Regions from separate parts of the Pan troglodytes genome. Here region 1 is linked to region 2. A link is a contact called in public Hi-C data. All regions are on one chromosome and are shown on one strand. The core of a region is the stretch at or near the end of the contact, and the rest is flanking DNA. Distances in the headings are between cores, read along the strand shown.

Region 1 (4,912 bases), core at 2,154-4,653, 450 kb before region 2:
ATCAAATGGCTTTAGCTTTGCTAAAGTCATTGAGCTCCTACTATATCCCAAGAGCTAGGTTAACGCTTATCCTTGCCCGTGTGCAAAATGGGAATAATAACCATATCTATTTCATAGGGATGTCCTAATGATGAAGTACAAGAATGCTTATAAAGCGCTTGTCACCAGCGGCTGGCAGGGAGTAAACATTCAATAACTGTTAAGCCTAAAACTGAATGGTAAATTTAGAGCATTATAATTATTGAGCAGTGAGTCAGTACAGATCCAGGATTCAAACTGGGCAGCCTGGCTCCAGAGCCAGCCCTCTTAATCACTATCTTGCACTGTCGCCATTAATTATCCATTAATTTTCATAGAACATTTGAAAGTGCATCATTGTGGTTATTCTTAATATTGATAAAATGAGGCACAGGGAATGTTAATGGCTTGGCCAAGATTTTAAGAAAAGGGAAGCTTCATCTCACAGCCACCATTCTCCACAGTCGTTTGGTAAATAAACCTTAATCAATGCGCACAGCACACTATTAGAGAAAGTATTGTAGGAAAAAATAATTAAATAATTAGAAGACATGGTCCCCACATGGAGTCGGCTTACTTTCTGGTCAGGAAGATGAAGCCAACACCGATGACTCAAAAAAGAATCAATGAGTAGTAATGCACGCCATGTGAATACATGGGTATAAAATGTGCATACAAAGAATTGAAAGGAGAAAATTGAGAGGGAGCAGTCCCAGAAGCTTCCAGGAAAAGGGAAATTTAGAGCCAAGTTTAGAAAGAAAAGAGGGGTATGGCTTGGCAGAGTCTTCTCACTCCAGCCACCTTGCCAATCAACAAATCCTCCTTGTCCAAGGGCCGTCCCCAAAGGGAACCGTGATGGCGGGTGTGTGCGCAGCTCCAGCCTGCAGCCCTCCCCGCAAGGAGAGCAGGAGACAAGTCAGTCTCCGCTCAGAAAATGGCCCTTGACAAATGGCCAAAAGAATTCACCAGTGTGGTAGAAGATGACCCATTCCAAGAGAAGGGAAAAAAAAAAACTTTATATAAAGATGGAGTCGTGTAAAATATCCCAACCCTCCCCCCCACCTTTTTTTTTTCCTGTGGCATTGTAAATTATTTCCTTGCCAGTGTTAGAATGCACACTGGCTTTTCATACTTCAATATCTGGATTTACATGTGCTCTACAGTGTACTCCCCTTTTTACCCTTCCCCCTTTCTGTGCTCTTATTCCCACCCTCTTCCTCTTCCCACACCACCCCAAAAGACAAACAAAAATAAAACAAACAAACAAATATGTGGAACTTCTTACTTGGAATGATTCAAGAGTCTCTATACTATTAAGACACTGAGTAATGATTGGCTGCCTTCCAGGTGGCTCTGCAGTCTGTTAAATAGCTCAATTAGTGAGCAGCGCTCTCTCACTCGCTCTCTTGCATGCACTCTCTCTCTCTCTCTCATTGAATTTTGCCAAGTGCATGCTGCATTGTTGGAAGGGGCAGTGCCAAATTAGCCTAGCAACATCCCTTTATATCCCTGACGTCTGGGACACCTCAGAGCAGCAGAGAAATCACCGTTCCCCAGGCCTTGCCGGGACTACGAGGCAGCAGAGAGCATTGTGGCAGGACGGTTTTTCCTTCTGAAGGGTGGTTAATGAGCAATGTAGGTGAAGACCCCTGAGAGATACCTGGGCATCCTGCCCACCCAAATAGAAGACCGCGTTGAGATGGCAGTCGGAGATGGAGCCCATGACCAGAGAGAGGGACAGAGGAGAGGAGCGCGGGGACAGTGCCGGACACAAAGTAAAAGCGCTGCCAGTTCATTTAGGTCTGAATGATTTTAAGTAAGCCTTGAATCTTTTCTTTAAAAAAACGACAGCAGCAATATAATTCTTAGACAAAATATATAAGCCAAAAATGCCAGTGCAATGTAAATCAGCTGTCTGCCTTTAACACCGTTTATTCCAGAGCTCAGCCATCAATTTCTCATTCTGTCTTCCTATAAAAGAAGGTTTAGGCACACACCCTCCACCCAAAAAACACACCTAAAGTGAGCCCTCAAATTGGTGCTATATTTATGTCTATTTGTGGTTCAACCAGACATAAACAATGTCAGAAAAGAACAAATGAGAAAGCTGCATTCTATACAGAGTACACAAGCCCTACATAATTCACAATCCCTTAGTTGAAACTTGTTGCAGAGCTCTGAAAATTCATACAGAAAGCAGGACATTCATGTTATAAGGTAAACACATTTAGTCTGTTGTCTGTTTCAGTAACACATTTATTGGTACAGGCTATGTGATACTGATGTATTCATTACATCTTGGCATTTACAATATACAGTATTTCGCTGTTTGACTCATTACAGCCTTCATACCAATTAGGTGAAAGAAAATATTGTTTGCAAAAATACTTTTAGGGGGATTACATTTATCCTAGAATATTATGTATCACAATTTTAGAAACATTAAGTCCCAACATTTACATATAATTATTATGGTTATACCCTAGAGAAGATATTTAAATGTCTCTACCCTATCTATTGGGTATATGTTTCCCTTGGAAGGAGAACCCTGTCAAACAATTAGAGTGCCGAAAGAAGTGAAAATATTCTTGGTTGCTAAATTGGAGTAAAAGTTGCCCCAAGATAAAAATTTTTAATGTAAAATTGCACTTTGATTCGGGTGGTTTATTTTTGTTATGACATTATGGGAATTTTATTCTTTGAATTTTAAGCATAAAATCATACAACTCAATTATCAAGATATTTGCACTGAGAAAATCAAATACTGAAATTAGACCGGTAGATTTTTATGTGGACTTGAATCTGCTTCTTTGTAATTTCCGTGGGTACTTGGAAGTGTTTTGCCATGAATGCTAATGTGCTTTGTGTTTTAAGTAGTGATTCTGCACATTTTGAAACACAGGCAAATTTGAGCTGGGGATACAGGCAGAGCACTTTGTTGGATGCTGCTGAAGGAAATCCTAAAGGTCCTTCAAAAATGAAATCTCTAAATATGTATTTTTCAGATGGAAAGACATTGTACCTATGAAAGCCTGCCTATCTTTTGGCTGGATATATACCTTAATAAGAAAGATAAAGTTAATTTTAATTTTAACAGTAAGTCTTCACTACCTTCACACATAGCCATATTTTCTAAAGGGCAGACCAAAGGCGATAAGAGATACCTGTATAAGTCACTAGTAAAATACTGCTTTAGGATAATCCCTCATCTGTTCCCCCACCCCTTTTTTTTTCTGAAAAAACAAGGAAGGAAAATGAGAGAGAGAAAGAAAGCATAATCAAAAGCCTACATGACAAAGAGTTGACAGTCAGATTCTGTGGTAAATGATTCCAGAGTCGCTGGCCTGCGGAGACGCTGAGGAAGTCCCCAGCAGACCTGATTAATTCCAGTCTCTCCAGCTGCCAGGGGAGCAGAGGGTAAGCAGTTTCGCAGAGAGGAGCCTATTACCACTACTAGGCTGAAATAGATCTAATCAACTCACAGCCGCTCAAAAGAAAACTTTACAGGTTTAGCTCACTAAGGCAGTGCTTTAAAATGATGACTACAAAGGACCATGGGAGTCTGAAAGCATTTAGTCTTTATTGCAGCTCAAGGAAATTTTCTGCTGTGGTTAGGCCATGCTAATTTACTGAACATGACAAAGCCTCCTAGACTGTGTGACATCATTTGTTTAAAGGCCCCAGTGCTCATACTGGACAATTTCGAATACTACTTTTTTTTTCTTCAAAAACAGTTAATTTGTTGATATTTCATCGGTTTGGGCTAATTACATGCACCATTATAAATGTCTGAACTAACCTACTTTAACATTTAATTTAAACAACAATGCTCTGTAATTTGTCATGGTGCTCACAAAGTGATGAATATTGCAACTTTGTTTTCTAAGCAATCAACATTTTATCAGTGAATCTTAGGAGGACATTCCTGGCAGAAAGGAGATCCTGGGAATCTGATACAGTGTTCACTTCCCTTCCCCAGCATCAGAATTTAAGTTGTATAGCAATTTGTGTCAGAATAGTCGAAATGGATTGAAAACTATATGAACTAATAAACACTATAGCAAATAAAGTTCTAGATTTTTAAAAGTATTTTGTACCCTAGGTTGGGTTGTATAACCACCTTCTTTTTAATGGAAAATAAACAGAGGGAAAATTATTAAGGCCAGATTGAAACCAAGTAGCCATTTGTCTTTTTTTTTTTTTTTTTTTTTTCAGTTGTTGGAAATCTTAGTAAAGATTTGCAGAGTAAAATCTGCTTTTGTTTAAATAATCAAGATTTGGAAACTGCACGAGTTACATGATATGTTGTTTAGAATGCTGTGTGTGATAGTAAATATGCACACACATGCTTATGAAATTCATTGATTACTAATGAATTCCCTGATCATACCACCAACAGAAAATTAAAGGGGAGTACTCAAATCATTGAATTTAAGTTAATTACAGATGATAATCTGCAAACTGCTTCCTTCAGAAATTTTAAGTCCAAGGAAGATACAGTAGAACCCAAAAGATGAAGAGTGAGGAAGCAGAGATAAGATAAATGATGGGTGCACGTTGTGCACATGTACCCTAAAACTTAAAGTATTTGAAAAAAAGATAAATGATGGAAAATTGGAACTTTTATCGTCACTTCTGAGCCTCTCTGTTTAGACATTATGTCAATGTCTAACCCCCATTATGTCCTGGGGGTAGGGGTGTGTGATGCGGGGAGAGGGTGCAGCTGAGCAAGGCTACTAGGCATGCCACAATTTCAGAAAAAGCAAAATGTCCCAAGAAAAAGTCCCAATATTGCATTGGGATCTGACTTTTAGATGTAGAGAAACACACTTGCCTGATGATCATTTGCATAGAACTGAACACAACACCTAGTAATATCGTTAGTATTGTTATA
Region 2 (4,619 bases), core at 2,043-4,542:
GTGTAGGGATGTCCTGGTTAGTTTTGATTGATCACCCTCTTTCTGATGGGCTTTCACTACCGAGCTGGGAGGCTGCAGCTCCCCGCCTGCTCCCCAGACACAGCATTAACCAGGGGTGCCCTGACTTCCTGCCTCGCTTCCTCCTCCTCCAGCTCTCCGCCTTCACTTTGCCAAGTCCCCCTCCTCACTCCATCCTCCTGCTCCCAGCATGCGTCCCCCCACCCCAATCCAGGCAGGCACACACAATTCAGGACATCACCACTGGCTACAGAAATAGGGTTTCTTCCCCTCTAGTCCTGATTCTCTGGCAAAAATAAAAAATCCCAATCAAGAAATATTTATATACAGCATGCTTAATAATCACTTCTTTTCCAGGGCTTCTTCTCCCTCCTCCCACCCCACCTTCACGATCAACAATTACAATGAATAGCATTTTCCCCCCACCCCTCCAAAGTAAAGTGGCTTTTGCTGTGTGGGGCTTTGGACTGAGTCCATCTTTTTATGTAATATTTTAGCAGGGTTGGATTTTTTCAACTCCCCCCCAACACATCTTCCCTTCCTTCCTTCCTTCAGACAGTTGCTCTGTGAACCCTCTCTTGTCCCAAGCAATGAAAATAAGCTCCCAAACCTACAAGAACATAAATAAATAAGCCAAAAAGGAGGGGAAAAAGAAGAGGAAAGCAGGGAAAGAAAATGAAAAAACACTTACCGAGCAAACTTCCAGGGTTAGGTTTTTAAATAAAAGGTGTTTTTTAATTTTTTTTCAAATAAGGTGACTGGGTTGAGGGTGGAGGGGAAGGCATATTCTCAACTCTCCAGCACCGATGCGTCCTTAGCCTTCCCTTCACACTGACGCCTCGAAGCCCAGCTCTCCACTAGTCTATTATTTTCACCAAAATATATGAAAATGTATGCAAATGAAAATCAGCACTAACTGTTCTCCCCTTGTTATATACTTTGGATTTTTTTTTTTCCAGACAAAACAATCACACTCGCAAAGGGAGGGGGCGGATGGGGTGGGGCAGCGTGGAGGGGGGAGAGAGGCCGGGGAGCGATTCGAGAATTAAGTACGAGGAAAGGGGGGTAGGAAGAAGGGGACAGACCTCGGAACAGAAGTGTATTTCTGTTATCGAGGAGCACAACGTTTTGGGGGGCTTCCCATACGCGCACACACACCCTCTTGAAAAGAAAGAAAGTGGATCTGTTTGCAGAGGCGCTATCACGTTTCATCAGGCCACCTGAGACTGCTTTTGAAAGCGTGTACTGTGAAATTCATAGCAGTAATTTAGACAAAATCCTCACTGTATATTAATGAAAGGCGGCCCCATGGCTCTGTTCCTATCCTCCCCATTCAGTGTAAACAAAACCACGAGACTCTCTCGGTTTTTGAGCCGGATCCAAGCAAAATCGGCAGGAAAGGAAAACACGGGGTGCTGGCACCGACTATTCAAACGTCTGCACCTGGAGATCTCAGATTTATTCAATGAAATCTGTGTTCCATCTTTTATATAGACATATACGCATACGTAAATATAAAAAGCAACCTTTGGGGGCCGCAGAGGAAAAAAAAATCCGTTCTTTTGGGGTTTGGTTACCACCGCCTTTGGTATCTATACGTTGGCAATAATGGCTTTGCTAAAACCTACCTACGATGGTATCTCACCCGGCAAGCAGGAGCTGGACAAGAGCCTACATAAATTCTACGCGTCTAGTATTAATCTTGAGATCACGCGGGGGCTGCCTGGCTGCGGCTGGGCAGGAGAACTCCTGCTTTCACTGAGTTCACTTAACTGCGCTCGGCAGAGGCACGATACAGCGGGAGAGAAGGGCAGGCCCGTTCACATTTTAATCGGAGCGCACCGGCGGCCGCTCCTCGGCTGCGTCCTGGGCTGCCGCTCGGGCTCGGGACTGCCAGATGCAGGCTCTGGCTGGGGGCGGCGGGCGCAAGGCGGGCGCACCCGCAGCTAGGGGTGCGGGGTGCACGCACACGCACGCTCATTAAGAGCCATGTATTTATTGAATGTCCGAGTTGGGTTAGTTCATTGGAAATCCCCGAGGAGGGCTCAATTTGCCCTTGTTTTCGTTGCCACTTTCTCTTTTTTCTTGGTTCGCTGAGGTTCCTCTGTGCAGCGTTTCCGCTTGGCCGCGTCCCCCCACCCCACCCCACCCCACCCCACCCCACCCCCGCTTCTCTCGCCTACCGGGTGCACTCCCCCTCCCATCCCCCTTAACTCTTTCAGCTGGGTTAGAGCTGAGAAAGCATTTGTCGCCGCCAGCCCCATCCACCACGCAAATCCATCTGAGACAGAAAGGAAAGAAAAAAAAGCACCACCATGCCTAAGAATAGAGAGCGAGCAAACCCCCCCACCGCTAATAACACACACACACACACACACACACACACACACACGAGGAAGCGGTGGAGCAGAGAAGGGCGCGGCTAGCCGATCCCGGTTCTTTCGCCCGGCTCCTGCTGCCACGGGAATTCCTAAAGCCATTGGGGTCGAATACACTTACGATGAATCTATGGGGGAAGGTCGGACTGATTGCTTTTCAAATACATCGCACGGCTCCGCTGACCGGCACCCTCCAAACTCACAAGGGCACGCACGCTACTTGCACGAATCCCAGAGGAGGGAGGAGGGAGGAAGGGAGGGAGAGCGAAGGAGGGAGAGAGGGGGTGGAGGAGCCAGGGAGCGGCGGCAGCGAGCGGTCCGTCTCGCACGCGCGGGCACCGCGCTGGTCCTGGGCTGCAGGTTTCCCAGATGATGGCATCCGAGAACTTAAACAAAGGGGGCTGCCGCCGGCGCGCAGCGGCTGCGGAAAGTTGCGGTGGCGGATTTCCAAGGAGCGTGGCCACGACCAGAGCTCTTGGCGATGCGAGCCCCCGCTTCCCACCCCCGCCGATCAGAGAAGGGGGCCGGCTGGTGAAGGGAAGAGGAAACTTTGAAACCACTGGGGACACATCTGTCTATAGGTATTAGCTTGAATGGTACATCCGTGCCGCGCGCTTTACAAATCTCTGGCGGGGCGGGGGTAAGGGGGTGAGCAACCCGACGCGTACTAAGTGGGGTGGGCAGGTTGCTATTTTTCATGTTTCCCCCTTCGTTTTCCTTCTGATTCTCTTCCCCGCTCTCGTCCCTCCCTCCCTTTTATCTCCCCTTTCTTCCCCCCGCCCAGACCTATTGCGAACGCTCAGAGCCGCCGAGGGAACGCCAACGTCTGGGCCGGACACTAAGAGTTAAGATGTGGCGGAGGGGGCGGCGGGGGAGGGGCGGGGAGGGGAAAGTGGTGAGGGGGAGGGAGGCTGGGGGACGACAGATTTCCAGCTTCTACGACGCTCTGCCTAAATTAAAAAGCAACCAATCGGAACGGCCGGAAGGGGGGCCTCGCGTCCTGAGCCAGTCATTCCGAGCCTGCCAATCACCCAGCGGGTAGCCAATCAGCGGGGGCCCTGGTGCTCGACTTCCTTGTATTTGGGAAAGTGTGGTGGTGGGTGCGCGCTCGCGGCGGAGGGTAAACATTCGACAGTCCCCGCTCTGAGAGGGAGGGACAGAGAGCGAACTGTCAGATCGGAGCGAGAGCGGGCGCCCGAGAGAGGGAGAGAGAGAGAGAGGGAGGGAGAGGAAAAGTGAGAGAGGGAAAGAGAGCGCGAACGAGGGCGCAGAGCGAGCTCCTGCTGCAACTCTGCTCCAGCACGGCCAGCGCCAGCGCCCGCCGTCGGTGCACTCTACGAGCCGTGCAGCGTGCCCACTGGAGTTGTTGTGTATCAAGGATCGATCCCCTATATGCACACACACACCTCCACCTCCACCAATGCACTCTTCTTCCTCCTCCTTCTCCAGACAACTGCTGGGAAAAAAATAAAACACCAACCCCAACCGTCAGCAACAAGGTAACAGAGCGATTCGACATCATTTTTTTTCCTGTTCAATTTTTTCCTTGTTATATTTGTTTCCTAATTTCTGCCCAAAAGGAAAGATGTCGCATCAGACTGTGACTGTTGCGAGGAGAATGAAAAAGGACTCTTGTTTCAGAGGCAACCAAGAGCTCCGGCAATAGCAACTTCAGAGAAATGCACCATCGCAAGAAGTTTTCCTAGGACAGAACAAAACTTGAAACGAGAGGACCAGAGGGGGAGAGCAGGAGCCAGCCTCCCCTCTCCGCACTCGCGAGCAGCCAGCAGCACCACGCCTTCAAGGACGAAAAAGTTTTACTACTCTAAGGGAAAACGAGTGAAATGTGTTCCTGAGGAGGAGAGGAGAGGAGAGGAGAGAGCGGACAAGAGAAGGAGCGGGCCGGTTGCTGGTCATCCGTAATTTGGCTAAGGAAGAAAGGAGCAGCTTCTTTCTTTGTTATCTCCCGTGAAACCTTCACTTAGCAGGTGGACGGAGGCCCGCGACCAGGCAGAGTCCAGGCTCGCCCGAGGACAGGAGGAGGAGCGGGAGCCCGCGCGTCCCGGGAGAGCGCCCCGAGTGCAGGTCCCCGCCCCGCCCGGCGAGCCCCGCTGGAGCGAGCCCAGCGCGCCGGGGCTGGGGGGCGGCCACGACCCCCCCTGAAGGGGGTGGCCACGGAGCGCACCCCGAGAAGCGAGCCCCCCTCCCCAGAGCGCTGCTCCT

What was found. Hi-C and Micro-C count contacts between places; a contact is called where the count stands out from the background.
Region 1: a contact with region 2 is called in a Hi-C map of stem cell-derived neural progenitor cells, with 4 times the contacts expected there. The contact joins the enhancer-like site here to the promoter of POU3F3 in region 2. A contact is called at or near these places in 1 of 7 Hi-C or Micro-C datasets (stem cell-derived neural progenitor cells), 1 of 1 datasets of contacts at active chromatin or transcription factors (stem cell-derived excitatory neurons) and 1 of 1 other capture datasets (stem cell-derived neural stem cells).

The regions. Positions count from the first base shown.
Region 1 is chr12:18,427,257-18,432,168 of NHGRI_mPanTro3-v2.0_pri, reverse strand. No RefSeq gene overlaps it. Among named protein-coding and RNA genes, the nearest start is that of POU3F3, 450 kb to the right of the region's middle. Within about 2 kb of position 3,403, at least 13 of the 24 cell types and tissues checked have an H3K27ac peak or open chromatin away from gene starts, as enhancers often do. A contact at or near this core is called in stem cell-derived excitatory neurons and stem cell-derived neural progenitor cells, where this site is marked.
Region 2 is chr12:17,976,393-17,981,011 of NHGRI_mPanTro3-v2.0_pri, reverse strand. It overlaps POU3F3 (POU class 3 homeobox 3), which reads left to right and starts at 3,292. Exons shown (of 1, transcript XM_009443033.5): 1 at 3,292-4,619. LOC100613000 reads right to left here and starts at 2,607. Exons shown (of 4, transcript XR_010149051.1): 1 at 2,518-2,607.